2 separate regions of the Ovis aries genome follow, and region 2 is linked to region 1. Evidence: chromatin contacts called from public Hi-C data. All regions are on one chromosome and are shown on one strand. Each heading gives the region's core, a stretch centred on a gene start, on an enhancer-like site or on the middle of the called end of the contact. The rest is flanking DNA. Distances are from core to core; before and after follow the strand shown.

Region 1 (7,778 bases), core at 3,136-5,635:
AGAGGAGGTAAGCCTCAACCTGACCTGGTGGAGCCTCCCCACTTTGGGCCTGGATTGGCACTGTGTGTAGCTCAGCCCAGGCCCGCCCTCTGCCAGCTGTGACCCAGCCCTGTTGGTATGCCCACTCCCCTTGGATTCCTGTGGCTGCTATTGGGGAGGAGTCTTGAACATCAGGCAAAAGCTCTCTGGCCAGGGAAACAGTCTCCCCATCTGTGCAATAGGGGTGCTCTGAGGGCCCCACCTCCAGGCTTCGCCCATCTGGGTAGATGTGGGTTTGGGGTAGTCCGAGCTTCCTCTTCAGCCACACCCCAAACCTACTCCTGCCTGTACCTGGTGAACAAGTTCTTTTTGGTTCCAAAACTGCAATTCAGAGTCCTGCCCAATTTTGTCCTCAAATGCACACAAGGGTACACACACTTACCTTCACTCACCTTTGCGTAGAAAAAAGTCCTTCCAGCTCCTGAGTGAACAGACCCCATCCAATCACCTCCCAAAATGGGGCCACTGGCTCTGAAAATTAACCCCAACACAAGGCAGGGTCCAGAATGTCCTAAGCCTTTGGCTTGGGAAGGCAGGAGATGAGGGGGCATCGGCCAGGGGACAGTGCACAGGGCCTGGAAACAAACGTGCCTCTTTTGAATCCTGGCTCTACCGTTTCCTAGCTGTATGACCTTGAGCTGACCACTGAATCTCCCTTGGCCCACTTCCTGGTCTGTAACATGAGGTTCTTACCCGTGCCAGGGGATGCTTGTTAGGCATACGTGAGCTGACGGATGCAGAACGCTTAGTGCAGTGCCCAGCGCGCAGGAAACACCTGTGAGTGGAAGAGGCTGCTGTTGTTCAGGACACCTACATGGCTTGAGCACATTCTTCATGCCCAAACCCCAAGCTAAAGCTAATGTAGGCAAGATGTGAGCAACTGAAACCCACGGGGGCCTGGCACCAGCAGTTCTAGTCCCGGTGGAGGTGGGGTTCTTGTCTGGGGACGCCTGGGTCTGAACAGAGGAACCCATCAGACTGGCATCCTGGGGTGGGAGGTGTCACCTGCCAGCCTTACTCCACCTGAGTCTCCAGTTTCTTGGATCCCCCCATAGGTCCCCAGGCCTGGCCTAATCCCCCCGTTCGAGGCTGTCACCCATCACACCCCACACCACTCCTTCCACGAACAGACAAATCTTATTTATCACAAAATCATTTTTTAATGAGGGTTGGGTCAGGAACAGGAATAGGGATTGCACTGGGGACCCTACCCCAGATGGCAGAGGGCTCAGGTGTTGGCTCGCACCCTGCCTCCTGTAGGGCACCGCAGGGTGAGACCTGACCCCAGGCTCTGGCTATGGTGCTGGACACCAGCCTGGAGTGGAGCTGGGGTTGCTTGGCCTGGTTCCGACGGCCGACCCGGCTGCAGTTCCCCAAAAACGGCCACCAGAGGGCAGTCGGCCCCCAGAGCAGAGGAATTCTCGGTTTCTCAGGTGATGGCTTCTTAAAAAAATAAAAAACCAGAGGCTGGTGTGTTCCCCCTGCAAACCCGAGGGGGCGGGCCTGGGGAGAAGGCTCTGGTTTCTATGATCTCTTCGATAAAAAGTAAGCAAAAATAATAACAAAATACGTGGTTTCTCTCTCTCCCTTTTCCCCCTCTAGGAACTGAGGTCAGAAATGAGGGTGTTGGGGACTGGGAGTACCCTGGTATGGCCTGGATTTCAAGGTGTGGGTCTCTTTATTTCCCCTTAACACCCATAAATAAATTCATAAATAAATAATAAATAGATATTCTCTTTGTATGTGCACATATATACAGATAAACCTTTCTCTTATCTAGGCAATGGAGTAACTAACCTCTCTGACTCTTTAGCTCAGAAACACAAAAGTAAAGTGACATGGTCAAGGTCAAGGGAGGGGGAAGGTCAGGGACTTGGAATGGCACTGTGAAACACCCAGCAGCCTACTGGAACTCCAAGCCCATCTGGGCTGTGGGACATTTCTGAGTTGGGACCCTGACCACCGGAACATTCTAGAACCATGGAGCCAGCTGGGCCCTGCAGGGATCTGAACAGAATCCTGTGAAACACCCAAAGTCCTAGAACTCCAGAACCAGCTGGGTCTTGGGGTGTGGAGCTGGGGGTTGGAACAAAGCCCTGGAGGACCTAACATTCTGGAATTCTGTAGTGATGAGGGCTGGAGGGTCACCAGGATGAGACTAGACATCACTGGGGGAGCGGGATCGGAAGAGCGTCTTGGAAGAGGAACAGCAGCAGCAGACAGCCCACAGCACCTTCTGCACGTCCTGGTTGCGGAAGGCGTAGATGATGGGGTTGATCATGGAGTTGTAGGTGGCAGGGAGCAGGGTGAGATAGGTGTAGAGGGGTGGGGAGTGGGCATCGCCCAACAGGCAGTAGACGGTGAAGGGCAGCCAGCAGGCGGCAAAGGCGCCAAGCACCACGGCCAGGGTGGCAATGCCCTTTCGGGTGGCCACGTAGTGGGAGGCAGGCAGCAGGTGCCGCTGGAGGGCAATCTGCTGGGCATGGCGGCAGACGATGCGACAGACCTGGGCGTACAGCTGCAGCATGATGCCGAACACCATGAAGAAGGCGACGGCCAGGACCACCAGATGGTTCTTGGAGAGCGGATAGACCACGCCGCACGTGGCCCGCGCATCCAGGCAGTTCCAGGCCAGCACAGGCAGCAGCCCCAGGCCCAGCGCGCCCCCCCACACTAGGGCCAGCATCACATAGGTCCGCGTCACTGTTGTCTCTGAGTAGTAGGTGAGCGCATTATACAGAGAAAGGTAGCGATCAACGGTGATGGCCAGTAGGCTGCCGATGCTGGCAGTAAAGGCCGTGGCCAGCACGCCAACCAGCACCAGGCTCATCACTGCTGAGCCAATGCAGAAGACAGCAGCGAAGTGCATGACCAGGCCCAGGCCCGCCAGCAGGTCTGCCACAGCCAGGCTGCCCACTAGCAGGAACATGGGGGCACGGAAGGCGGGAGTGCCCACGATGATGGCCACCACCAGCGCGTTCTCACAGGACACCAGTGTGCCCGAGATGCACAGTACTACGTCCCAGGCCGTGGGGGTGGGCAGCGGTGCAGCAGGGCCTGTGGGCCCCTCTGTGGACCCCATGCTGCTCATGTTCATGTTTCCAGGGCCAGCAGAGAGCCAGGCCAGGGGGCTGCCTGCACCCCACATCATGGTACCTGTAGGAGAAACGCCCTGTGAGAAGCTGGCAGGGCTGGGTGCTGGGTAGAGGGGTCTGGAAGCAGTCGGGGGGGGGGGGTCTCTCCTCAGGATACCTGGCTGGGTCCCAGGTTGCCCACCCCCTCCCATGCCCTGAAGCTCCTTCCAGGATACCCTTGTCTTCACCTATGCCCCTAGGCCAGCAGGGGTCTGGGGATCCCTGTGGTGGGTCGCTCCCCTCTCCCTTCTAATACATTGAGTCCCGCAGGTCTCTCTCCCATGTGTGTGACCGAGGAGGACAAGATGAAGGACTACCATAAGTGGATGGAGGCCCATAGGATCCCGGAGAAGCCGGGAAAGGCCCAGGACTGGGGGAGGGGACATCTCAAGACTGACAGCAGTTCTGCTCCCTCCCCACTGGGGAGGATGACGCTCAGTTTCTGAGGCTCACCAGACCCCTCACGATTCTCAGTATGGCCAGCCCCAGACTCCGCCCCCAGAGAATGCTCGTGAAGCTCCCGCCAGCCCCCACCCTGCACTCTTAGGGTAACAACATCTGGGACCTCAGCCCCCCAACACACACTCGCCTAGACTTCTGCCCCCAGCTGGACCCTTCTTTCTGCCTGAACCTCTGGGTCTTTGGGACAAACACCCCCTGCTGGAAGCCAGGATCCTGGAGTCAGATCCCTCCCTCTGCTTGGACACCTGGCTCTTGGGCCTGACTCCGCCTCCTGTCCGGACGTCTGGATTTCTAAGTCGGACACCTCCTCCTGCTCGGACGCCTGGTTCCTGGCCCAGACGCTTCCTGCCGGCCCAAACTCAGATGACCATCAGTCCCTTCAGGGCCTCGGGTCCTTGCAGGAGTGCTCACCCCACGCCGGGCTACCCAGCTGACAGCTCTTATCACCCAGACCCTGGGTCCCCTCCTGTTAGCCCAGACTCAGAGTTCCTGGTCTCAACCTCCGACCCCAACCAACGGCTGGGAGCTTGACCGCTTGCCCAGCGTCCAGCATCCTGCGTGCCCTCTTGGACGCCTGGTACCCAAGGCGGGGCCCGCTACTCACCTCTCGGGACGGGGCGCGGCCGGGCCGCGGGGAGGCTGCGCTCGGGTCCGGGCTGCGCAGGGTGTGTGAGGACCCCGAGAAGCCCCCGCGGCCGCGGGAGAAGCGGCGTGAGTCACCCCGTCCTGCCCCGCCCCCGACCACCGCTTTGGTGACGTCAGTGGCCCGGCTGGCCAATGGGTGCGTCGCGCTGGGGCGCAGCGCGCGCCGCTCGGCATAGTAATGAGGCCTCGTGCCGCCCGCTCCCCCATTCATAAAAAGCGACCGTGGCTGCGGCTCCGCCCCCTTCTGAGTCGGCCCGCGCTGTCCTTGACGCTGCGCCCTCTACGGGCCGGGGGTTTCGGGGTCGCTGGTGCGAGAGCCCTTGCAGTCTCAGGGAGGTGGCGGGGGGCATGTGTTAGAGGGAGAGGAAGAAAGGGGCCCCGGAGAGTTTGTGGAGGTGATGGGACCCTCGGGTGGCAGAGACAGGCTGACGGAATTCAGGTGACGGAGCCCGAGTGATGGGGGCTGAATGAGCGTCCCCGGTGAGGATGACAGGGGTTGCCAAGACGATGGGGCCCTGAGGTGATGGTGACAGGAGCACGAGGGAGCAGGGAGGTGGGTGGAAGTGACGGTATGAGCGCGGTGACAGGATCTTGGGGGGATGGTGGCAGTGCGACGCTGAGGAGGAGAAGGAAGCCCCCAGGGCAACCATAGCAGTGTCAGGGTGACGCTGGGCCATGATGGGGTTCAGGGATGAGGCGGTAGGAAAGGGAAGGTGGAGGGGCTGGGTGATAGTTCTTCAGGTCACCGTGACCCTGTCACAAGTGACCAGGCTGTGATAAGGGTCATAGGGTCCTGGAATGAAGATACCAGGTGACTGTGGGCCCCCAGGGGGGTGGGACAGGGTAGAGGGTCTGGACTGACAGTAACCGGGCCAGCCCTCCTGATGCCGGGGCTGGCAGAAGGAGCTGGGCGACGTCAATCATGTCAGCCCAATAGCGCCCTCACTGCACAGGGAGGGGTGGGCCTGGCAAGATTTCAAAACTTGAATTATTTATTCAAGGATCTGGAAAGCCAGCGGGGTGGGGGTGGGGGGGGGGGTGGGGGGGGTCACTTCCCTGAAGCAGCAGGAGTCGGGAAGAACTTGGAAGCAGAAAGCCATCAGCTCAGTCCCCAGGGCGGGCCCCCCTCGGCCTCCCATCTTAGGCACCCTGGCAGGGCAGGGCACAGAGAAGAAACTCCCCCTTCCCCACCTCTTCCTGTTCCCAGGGAACCTCTCCCAGCTGACTTCTCCAGATGCCACAGATATGGCCAGTTCTGGGAAAGGGGAAATAGCTGCCTCCTCCACCCTCCAACTCGAGCTCTGATCCTCATTGGAATCAACCAGGCCTGTGGGAAGGGGCTGGGGGCAGGGACCAGGTGAGGGCCCAGATCCCAGGCCCCACCACTTATCCTCCCAGCACAGAACCACTGCAGTATCCACAGTCAGTGTGGGGCAGGGAGAAGGAGGGGGCCGGCCAGTGGCAGGGTACATGGGGCTGGCAGGGCTGGAGAAGATACTGTACTTCAGGTTGCACATGGTGAGTTTGGGGTGGTTAGCAGGTGGTGTGGTCAGCAGTTAGTTTGGGTGAATATCTTAGGCTCTTTGGGCCTGTTTTCTCTAGAGACAGGGACTTCCCAATTGGTCCAGTGGCTAAGATGCCACATACCCAATGCAGAGGGTTGGGGTTTGATCCCTGGTCAGGGGAACTAGATCCCATGAGCCGCAACTAAAGAGTTTGCATGCGGCAACTAACAAGATCCTACGTGATGCAGCTAAGACCCAGCACAGCCAAATAAATAAATAAAAGTTAAGAAAAAGAGAGACCATGTTAGTATCTTCTGCATGGAATTGCTGGGAGGTGCTGGCTGCAGGAGGAGGACACCTGGGAGGCTTGGGTGTGCGGGGAGGGAGCAGAGAGGAGGAGCTTCAGGGAACCCCACCAGTGAGAGCACAGACTGGGTGAGAAGCTTCCTGCTCCTGGGCTTTGCCTGGCGGTTCCCTCTGCCCAGAACCCCTTTACTCCATTTGAGAGTCTCTGCGGCCAAGTCAATATCTTCCGGAGCAGGCTTTCCCAACCTCTACCCTAGACGACCACTCCCGCCCCTGTCACTCTCTCCCTCCTTTCCTTATCATTTTTTAGAGCACTTAGCACTCCTGAAATTGTAAATTTATTGTTTTAAGAGAAAAGACATGTCAGCCCCACCAAGATATAAGCTCCAAGAGGATACAGACTTTGTTCTGGTCTGTGCTGGAGAACAAAGCCTGGCGTGGAGGAGGTGTTCAATAAATACTTGCTGACTGGATGACTGGACAAAAAGCAACATCCGAGAAAGAGAAGGAAATCACGGAGGGAACAGTAATACGCACAGTGTTGAGGAAAGCGGGGCAGCAAAGGGAATACAAGAACATCTGCCCCCTGGAACCCGGATGTCCACTTTCTCCCCTGTCAGAGCCAGGTCTCAACAGCTGTCCAGTTGGTCTCAGAGAGGCTGCTGGGAGGTTGGCATGAGAGGGTGTATGAGAGGGAACCCATTTGTGGTCCCGTGGTTAGGACTCCACACTTCCACCGCAGGGGGCATAAGTTTGATTCCTGGTCAGGGAACTAAGATCTTGCAAGCCATATGGCTCACACATACACACACACACACACACACAAATAGAGGGGAGATGTATGAGAGACTGTCGTCTTCTCTTCTGAGTGGCATGATCTTTTTTTATTTTACATAGTTTATTAATCCTTTCATGAAAAATCTGCACAATCACCACAGATAAAGTCACTGCAGGATCTTTAATCCTTCCTTCTGCCAGAACCTACATTGGTCTTTGTGATCCCCCAAGCTCCTTCATTCTGTCCTTCAGTTCTTTTTCTTCTCAGGCAGCCCATGTCTTGCAAGGTGGTGGTGGTTTATTTTTCTTCCCATAACCCAAGGAATCATAAATCACATCCAAGCCAGTTGTCACCACCAAAATGGGTTCTGACTCCAAATATAAAGATGACATCTGGTGTGGTCTTGTATACTTTGGCTATTTTCCCCAAATTTCTGTCTTGGATACGGTTGCCCTTCCAGGGTGAAGAACATCAATGACCACCTTTCCCTTGAAGTAGTTGGTTGGTCAGAATTTCCTGATCCAGAGAATCATGGTGTTGGTTCATGACGGAGGCAATCCTCAGTCAGCCAAAGAGGAAAAGAGTGAAGTGACATTTCTAACCCTGAGAAACCCTGGAGACCTAAGTGACTCAAGTGAGGCTGTGGAGTTTCTTATTTGCTTGTTTTGGGGTTTCTTTGGCTGTGCCATGCAGCATGTAGGATCTCAGTTCCCCGACCAGGGACTGAACCTGCGTCCCCTATAGTGGAAACACGAGTCTTAACCACTGGACTGCCAGGGAAGTCTGAGGCTATGGATTTTCATGTGGGCACACTCTCTCGTGCTCCAAAACTGCCCCATGTCAACAGGACAATTGAGGCCATCACTGCCAACCAGGTCTGTTCCCCAAAGATCTGCTATCTAGAAGAAA
Region 2 (7,778 bases), core at 1,435-3,934, 79 kb after region 1:
TACTGAGCGTTGCTGGCGGGGGAGGGGGGGGGCAAAGAGCAGGGAGGTCAGGTCGGGGGATGGCCCACAGGCTGCATGGCTGAGGGAAAGGGGGTGGCAGGGAAGCCTGGAGCCACTCAGCCCCCCGAACTCTGGGGTCTTCACCCGACTCGGAACTCCCACACACACGAGCATCCTCTCCACACTGGAGAGTCGTGTCACTGTCCAACTGTTCTCCTAACCTTGGGGTCACAGACAGCCGAGGTCCCTCTGACTTACTCTCCCTCAAAGTGCATCGTAAGCCCCCTGGGTGCCAGGATCGGATCCTGCCTCTCAGGGGTCTCTGGGAATGCTCCTGCCTCAGCTTTTCCTCAGTAGTCCTAGCCTCTCTGGATCCAGACCCCCAGACCCTACAGCACACCTGCCCCCAACACACTGCTGATATTTAGAAGGGATCTTGCTGGAGATGCTTGATTTATATTCATGGATCTCACCTACCCAAAAGAGTATGTCATCTACAGAGGAGGGCTGGAGGGGGATGGTGGCTCACAGAGGTGAAGCCATCTGCCCAAGGGCACAGAGCTGGGATTTGAGACTTCTGAAAGCCTAGGTCCCCACGCCACCCTCAACCTCCTGCCGCCAACTGGGCTGGGCCCTCCTCCTTCTCAGGGCCTCAGACCTGCCAAAGAAATTGGCCTCCTTGATATCCGTGGTGGTGTTGCAGTGGCCACAGTAGCGGAACTGGTAGTCGTAGCTTCGCTCCCGCAGCACCATCTCGTCCTCGGAGATGGAGTCCTTACGGCTCATGCTTCGGAGGCGGACGGGGCCGCCGCCACCGCCGGCTCCCTTCTTCTCCTCTGGGGCAGAGAACAGGGACCGTGAGAGTCCTGCCCGTCTCTCCCCGCCTCCCCGTTTCCTCCCCACCCTTCACCCCGTTCTCCGTCCAAGTAGTAAGCCATGAAGGGCTGTCCCTCTCCCACTACCCTGGAAAACTGGGAACAACTGTGGAAAAGAGGCATCTGTGCATCCTGCCCTTGAGGGTGTTCAAGAGGAGATCGCTGATGCCAGGACGGCCTTGGCTTAGGTCCCTGAATAACGTCTGGAAGCCCCGAGGATGCCCGGCCCTAAGGTCTGTTGGTGTGGAGGTGAGCGGCGGGGAGGGGAGGGCAAAGCGCTGCCAAGAGAGCCTTGAGCGGGTGATCTTTCTAGCCCTCCCGCCCCGGAGGACAAGTCAGCCTGGGTCCTGGTGGCCGCATACGCGCCTCAGTAAAGTCACACCAGCTCTCTCAGTGCCTTGTCCCTGCCTGCCTCAAGGCCTTGGCACGCGCTGGCCCCTCTGCCAGACGCTTCACCTCTGGCGACACTCTGCCTAGTCACCTCTTCCCCAGCTTCAAGATCTCTGCCTGAACGTCTCCCTCAAAAACCCCGGGCTGCCTTCAACCCCTCCCCTGCACTCACACCCTATCAGGCCCCCGGGGCCTTCTTTGCTTCTCCTTCATCGCTAGGGTCCTTCCCAGGCTATAAATTCTTGAATCCAGAAATTCTATCTGACTTGTTCCTAGATGTATTCCCAGGACATAGCACAGTGCCTGGCACTATCCAGACAGATGGATCAATCCATGGTCCAATACGCTGCAGAGCAGAAGAGGAAGCTGCATGTCTGCCCCCAGTGAGCTCCCCTCTCATGTTTACAGACTGCACAGTTACCTGGCTCACTCTCCAGCGCTACCCAGAGGAGCAGGGCAGGCCCTTCAACATGCTGTACAAATAAGCCAGCAGGTTCAGAGAGGCTGTGCTCTGCCCAGTCTCATGGTTCCACATGGCAGAGCTGAGACTGGAACCGAGGCTCCATCCCTGTGCCCGGGGCCTTACCACTGCCCTGTGGGCTGTCTCTCCTGCACCCATGCAATCTGGAGCAAGTGCACTCTAGCCAACTAGCTGGAGCTCGGATCCCAACGGAACGGCCAAGGCCCTGTCTATGACAGGAGAGGATGACCTAGCTCCTATCCTGAGCCCCTATCCTGAGCCCCGGGGGAACCACACCAGGTGCCTTAAACACGCTATTGCTAATCCTTAAGAGACCAAGTGACTGTCTCAGGGTCACGTGGTTCTCAATCAGTGTGAGCCCAGGCCTCTCCAGTCTCAGGACTTACGTCCTCTCCAGAATGTCACGCAGCATCTCCAACAGACAGAGTGACAGCAACCCCTCCTCAGTGCGCACTCTACTCACCACCGTCATTTTTGGAGAAGAGGGCGGCCGTGATGTCACGTCCCAATGCGTCACAGGCGCTGCTATGGGCCTGCTCCGGGAACTTCCCTTTGAAATCATCCAGGCACTCTAGGGCCTCAGCCACGTACTTGAGCTCAAAGAGGCATCGGGCCAGGCGGAAGTGCGCCTTCAGGTGGCATGGATTTAGGGAGATGGCCTTGAGGCAGTCCCTCAGGGCATCGTAGTGGTCACCATCCCTGGGAAGGCAGGGGAGTGTGCTTTGGAGGTGGGGCCCCGTGGCAGGTAGGGAGTCCCCATTCAGTCTTGTCGCTTCCTGTGGCCACCCCAGCCCACCTTTGAGCGATCTCAGGGCAAGGGTATTTGGGGATGAACAGAATCCTGGTTCAGCCCAGGGCTTGCTCTCTAGGAGGCAGAGTATGTTTAGGAGGAAAGCCAGGAACCCTGGCGTATTGGCAGGTAGAGGGTGGGCATAAGGCAAAAACCAGTGTCGGGTTGCCCTCTGCTGGACACAGAGTGCAACTGTGCACCCGCTCACCCCAGGCACCCGCAGCCCTGCAGCAGAAGGCCTGGCATCTTGCCCGCCTCAGGCTCCCAGGCCCTCCTTCTCCTTTCCTCCACCCACCTCCTCAGATCCCCCCGGCTGGCCTTCAAAGCCAGGTCTGAGGCAGGGGGCCCTCAAGGACAGTTCTGTGGTCCGGGGAAGCCAGAAGTGTCAGGCTGGGGATTCAGGCTGCTGACCAGCAGGCAGCAAGTCCTCAGCCAGGCCCCCTCTGCCCTGGCTGACTGATCCACAGCAGCTGTGGCCTCTGCCTCCCGGGGCTGGAGGACGGGGCCTGACGGTCTGGCAGAGTCACTCCTCTGGAAGTGGATGGCGGGAGTGGGGGCGGGCATAGGCCACAGGAGCTGCAAATTGTCCACACTAACTTCTCCAAACTCCCGAAGCATGGATGTGGGGAAGTGGGAATAGTTTTGCGGGGTGGGGAGGGTCAGAGAAGAAGCCCCTCCTCCTCCCACCCTGTGCAGGAGTATAGAATACACATCTGCCCAGGTCCACAGACAGCCCCACCTCTCAACTGGAGAGCCAGGTGTCCTCACAGGATCCACTTCTCCGTTTTTCCCCTCTGCTGGGGTGAGGCGGGCCTAGGACCCACTTGCGTTAAGAAGCACGCCGCCGACCGCCCCCCCCCACCATGGCCTCCCCACCAAGGCGCAGCTCACAACCCCTGTGCGCGGCGGGGGCCAGGGCAGGTCTGACGCTGGAGCTGTGCTCCTGACCCTCCCTCCTACAGCACCCAGAGGGAGCACCGGTGCTCAGAGCAGGGACAAGAGGCTTGGCAGTGCGGAGGCGGGCGGGAGACAGAGTGTCCCGACGGCGCAGCTGCGTCAGAACGAGTGGCTGTGACGGAGGAGCAGGCGCGCTTCGGAAACCCAATTACCGCCTGCAAGGTGCCCCTCAGAACTCCCGGGGAGAGCCAGACCAGAAAGCAGCCAGAAGCCAGAGGGCGACAGCTCCCACCGCATCCAGGAGCAGATGGCTGCCCTGGGGAGACTGGCCTGGGACAGAACGTGACATTCTAAGGGTCACTGGCAGGCACGTGGGGATGGGGAGAGAGCAAGCTGGCCCCAGGGCGCACCCATCCGGACTTGCTGCCAGCTCAATCTCCCTGAAAAGACAGCCCTCAACACCTCCCTCTGCTGCTCGAAACTCTTCAGTAGCTGCCCATCATCCACTGAATCGAGGCCAAAACGCCACCGCTCTGCATTCCAAGACCTTCCCAGGCTGGCCCCAGGCTACCTCACAGACTCATCTCCTGCCAGTCCCTTCCCGAACCCTCTGCTCCAGCCAAATGGATTTGTTGTTCTGCAAACAAGCTCTTCAGTCAGTCCCCCACCCCCACGCCTTTGTTCACACCGTTTCATCTCCCTGGGAATGTCCTTCCCCCACAGTCCCCTCCCCGCTTTCCTCTCCTGTCTAAGCCTGCCCACACTGAAAGCAGACACCACGTCTTCCCGGTGCTCCCTGATCCCCAGGTACAGTGACCCGACTTTTCCTCTGCCCATGGCACTTCACCTGACCCTTCAAAGACTCACTGCTTCCTGCCTCTTCGGTGATGGACCATGCCCACCTCTTTATCCCCTGTCCAGAGGCTGTGCGCTCTGGAGCACAGTAACTCGGAGGGACAGAACTTTGTGTCTCTAGTTCTCAGTGCATAGTAGGGATTCAGAGAAGATGTTAAGGGTACTGTGGACTGGGAAATCATCAGTCCTTCTCAGCAAAATGCAGGAGAGTGTGCTCAGCCTACAGCCTGCATGAAGACCACTGCATTCTACCCACCTGCTGGAAAAGAGGGGCAAAACACCCCAGGAGGGCCCCCAACTGTCATCTCCTGGGGCTGGCTGCCATCTGAGCCCATGGCCAACTCCTGATGTCTGAGCTAAGGCCTGTGGGGGCAGCATCTTCCCAAACCCCCATCCACCAGCCTGCTGACTTGGGTGGGTTTCTTAAGCTTCCCTCTCTGGCCTGCCGAGTTGCAGCCAGACGATGGCACACCAGCTGGCCTGTCTGTCTGGGCAGAGCCGACGGATGCCAGACGGAGCAGAAATGGCTGTGGGCCCAGCTTTATCCATCTCCCATCCTGGCCCTGGCTGGGGGATGGGGTCTGCCTGCCTGCTTGCCTGCTGGTGCTGTAGGCGGAAGGGCTGGGGGCCCTGGTGGTCTTCAAAGATAAAGGGTTCTTCAGGATATGGACCTGTTCCCTTACCACTGGCCATTACCACACAGCAAGACCCACAGCCAGCTTCAGATGTCTAGGATCCTGCTTGTGCTTGGTCCAAAGGGTCCAAGAGCATAGGACAGCAAACTCCAAGGTCAAGGCGCTGCACAATCACTTCAAACAGATAGCAACTGAATTCACCAGGGCCTCATTTGCATCTAGCAAGATTCTACTGCCCCTTTAAAAGTCCGATTCAAGGCCCAATTCTCCAAGGACTGGGATTAACCACTCTCCCAATTCCTACTTCCAGCAACCACAGCACTAACATGCTGAAGCTACTTGTGAACATGTTCCATTTAACTGTGAGCTCTCCTGGTGTTTGAAGCTTCCTGACTAACAGGTCAGGCACCTGCCCACCACCAACCAGGAATGGGTGAGAGGCCTGGGCCTAACATGCCCTGAGGGGCAGCAGGATGCCACTGCTACTGTCCCTGGATGCCTCAGCAACTTGGTTCCATCAGGCCCACTCACCACTTGCGCTTCATGTAGGCAGCAGCTCGGTTCCCGTAGAGCATGGCGTTGTGAGGGGCCCTCTGCACGGCCTTGCTGTAAAGCTGAATGGCCTGGGTCCACTGCTGGCAAGCAAAAGCCTCATTGGCTTGCTGTTTCACCCGCTCCAGGTATGGGGGCAGCTCTACCTGGGGGCTACGGGGGAAGCAGAGTGTCAGGCCAACCAAGGAAGGTCAGAGCAGCCCCTCAGGATGTCTGTGGCCCTGCCTGGAGGCCTCCCAGGTTTTCTTGGTCCCTGAGATCTGCACTGTCATATGAAAGAGGATGCCACTCCCACCCTTGGCTTGGGTAACTGTGGCAGGTCAATAGCCACAATTCCAATGCTTTGTGCCAGTGAAAAAAAACAGACAGGCAGAAATGAAGTTGTCCTAGACAGGTTTAAAGGAATTCTTCATCAAACTAGACATGAAAGTAGCTGACACCTCCAGCCTCCATGCTGAGCTGAACTTTGTCACCGTCCAAGTCCCGCCCATGGATCTCTCTATAGAGAGGTTTCTCTCAAGGGCTAGAGGACCTGGGCACCTCTATATCAAAAGCTGAGCTCAGGGCCTGGCAGTGCAAGAGGCTTGAAGATGCTATGAATGCAGAAAACACAACGGGGTAGGCCTGGCTGTGCGGGACCCTTTAAGGAGGGAGCCCAGAGCTAAGAGGAGCTAGCCCCTGGGTCCTGACCCCGGCTACTGGCACCAAGAGACCAGAGCTTCAGCTGGAGCACGACTGGAGTCCCATCAGGCAGAGGTGGCATAGGGACCACTGCCACATTCCAGAAGCCTCTGTGCCCCAAGTCAGGCTGGCCTTACCTGACATGCCCCCTAGTCTCTGGCAGCCGGAAGCCATTGCTGTGAAGGTGCAGGCCGTTGGACATGCCGTTGGACACACCGTTGGTGGACATCTTGCCATTCTGAACTTCTGGCGGTGGGTGGTTAGAAAGGAACAGCAACAACTTAGGAGGCAGTCCTCACTTCTCCTCAGCAGCCCTCCAGCTTCCATCCGGGGATCTGACGGCTCCACGGCAGGGCTGTCCCTCCCAGGGTAGATCTACTCCCAGAAAGCAAGTTCTGACAGGCAGACCAGCAAGCACATAAAGCAAGCCTGTGCGCCCTCTGCTGGCTGGAGAGGGACATAACTTCAACTTGGCATTATCTGGCTGTAGGGATGCCTAAAAGTTGGGGGATGAAGAGGTGCCTAAATCAACTGCAGGCCCCAGGAAGAATCACTTAGGAGACTGGTCTAGGACGGCAGGGGAGGGCACAACTACGTCAGGTCCTCAAGAGCCAAGCCATGGGAAGAACCTACTTTTTCTGAGGGAAGTGAAAAGGGCTGTGAGGCAAACCCATTTTTACAGAGCTCTCTGACCTGGGATTCCCTTCCGTCTTACTGTATGGTGTTATTTCAGAGAAACTGCTCCTTTCAGAGGATCACATCCACAGTGCAAGGTAAGGGGCAGGCTGCCCGACAGAGGCAGCGCACACTCACGTTCCCAGCAGAGATGCCCCAAAGGAGCCGGGCAGGGAGAACTTACCCCCTGAGGAGTGGCATTTTCTAGGCAAGAGGAAGGTGTACGGCCGCTGCTTGTAAGTCAGGTCAAACAAATAGACCTAGAGTGCAGGGGTCAAGAGAAGATGGACGTTGTGAGGCAAGAATGTGGCCGGGCCAGGAGTGAGGCCTGGGCGGCTCTCGGGAACACAGCTGAGTGTTCAGCAGGGAACCACCGAGTGACACAGGACGGGGGTGCTTCCTGGAGCAAGCCTCAGGTGGGAAGATCCTTCTAGTGCCTGGCCCTGGGGGTGGACAGCTTCAAATACTGTCATTCCTTAGAATCACATGTGTATTAGGTCAACAAGGGCCTCAGGGGTCTCATGTTATAAATGGGAAAACTGAAACCCCAGAGAAGAGAAGCAATTTGCCCAAATAACATTGCTAGTTACTTCCCTCAGTAAATATTACCTATTATTACTTAACATGTATTGAATCCTTACTTTGCTCCTCTGTTAAGTGTTTTATATGACTTTTCTCATTTCATCTTAGAAATGAGTACCACAAAATGAGTACCATCTTTAGTACCACAAAAAGGTACTATTATCAGCCACCTTTCCAGAAGAAGAAATGTCGGCTCAGAGTTTAATTAATTTATCCAGGGCCATAAAAGCAGCAAGTGGCACAGCCAGCACCTAAAACCAAGTCTATTTGGCTCCAAACCACTCTGCTAGACTGTCTCTCCCACTTATCCTTACACCACCTTTAAGCCAGGGGACAGCTCAGCAATCTGGATCCAGAGCCCTCTT

Evidence for each region. Hi-C and Micro-C count contacts between places; a contact is called where the count stands out from the background.
Region 2: a Hi-C map of hypothalamus shows a contact between it and region 1, with 5 times the contacts expected there. The contact joins the enhancer-like site here to the promoter of GPR3 in region 1. A contact is called at or near these places in 6 of 16 Hi-C or Micro-C datasets (blood, hypothalamus, liver and 3 more).

What each region holds. Positions count from the first base shown.
Region 1 is chr2:239,620,381-239,628,158 of ARS-UI_Ramb_v3.0, forward strand. It overlaps GPR3 (G protein-coupled receptor 3), which reads right to left and starts at 4,386. Exons shown (of 2, transcript XM_027965442.3): 1 at 4,240-4,386; 2 at 1-3,195. The coding sequence starts at 3,190. The coding sequence ends at 2,198.
Region 2 is chr2:239,700,862-239,708,639 of ARS-UI_Ramb_v3.0, forward strand. WDTC1 (WD and tetratricopeptide repeats 1) reads right to left here. Exons shown (of 17, transcript XR_009599448.1): 10 at 7,016-7,091; 11 at 6,294-6,402; 12 at 5,455-5,628; 13 at 2,210-2,445; 14 at 659-836; 15 at 1-12. Among named protein-coding and RNA genes, the nearest start is that of TMEM222, 20 kb to the left of the region's middle. Within about 2 kb of position 2,685, at least 18 of the 54 cell types and tissues checked have an H3K27ac peak or open chromatin away from gene starts, as enhancers often do. A contact at or near this core is called in hypothalamus and liver, where this site is marked.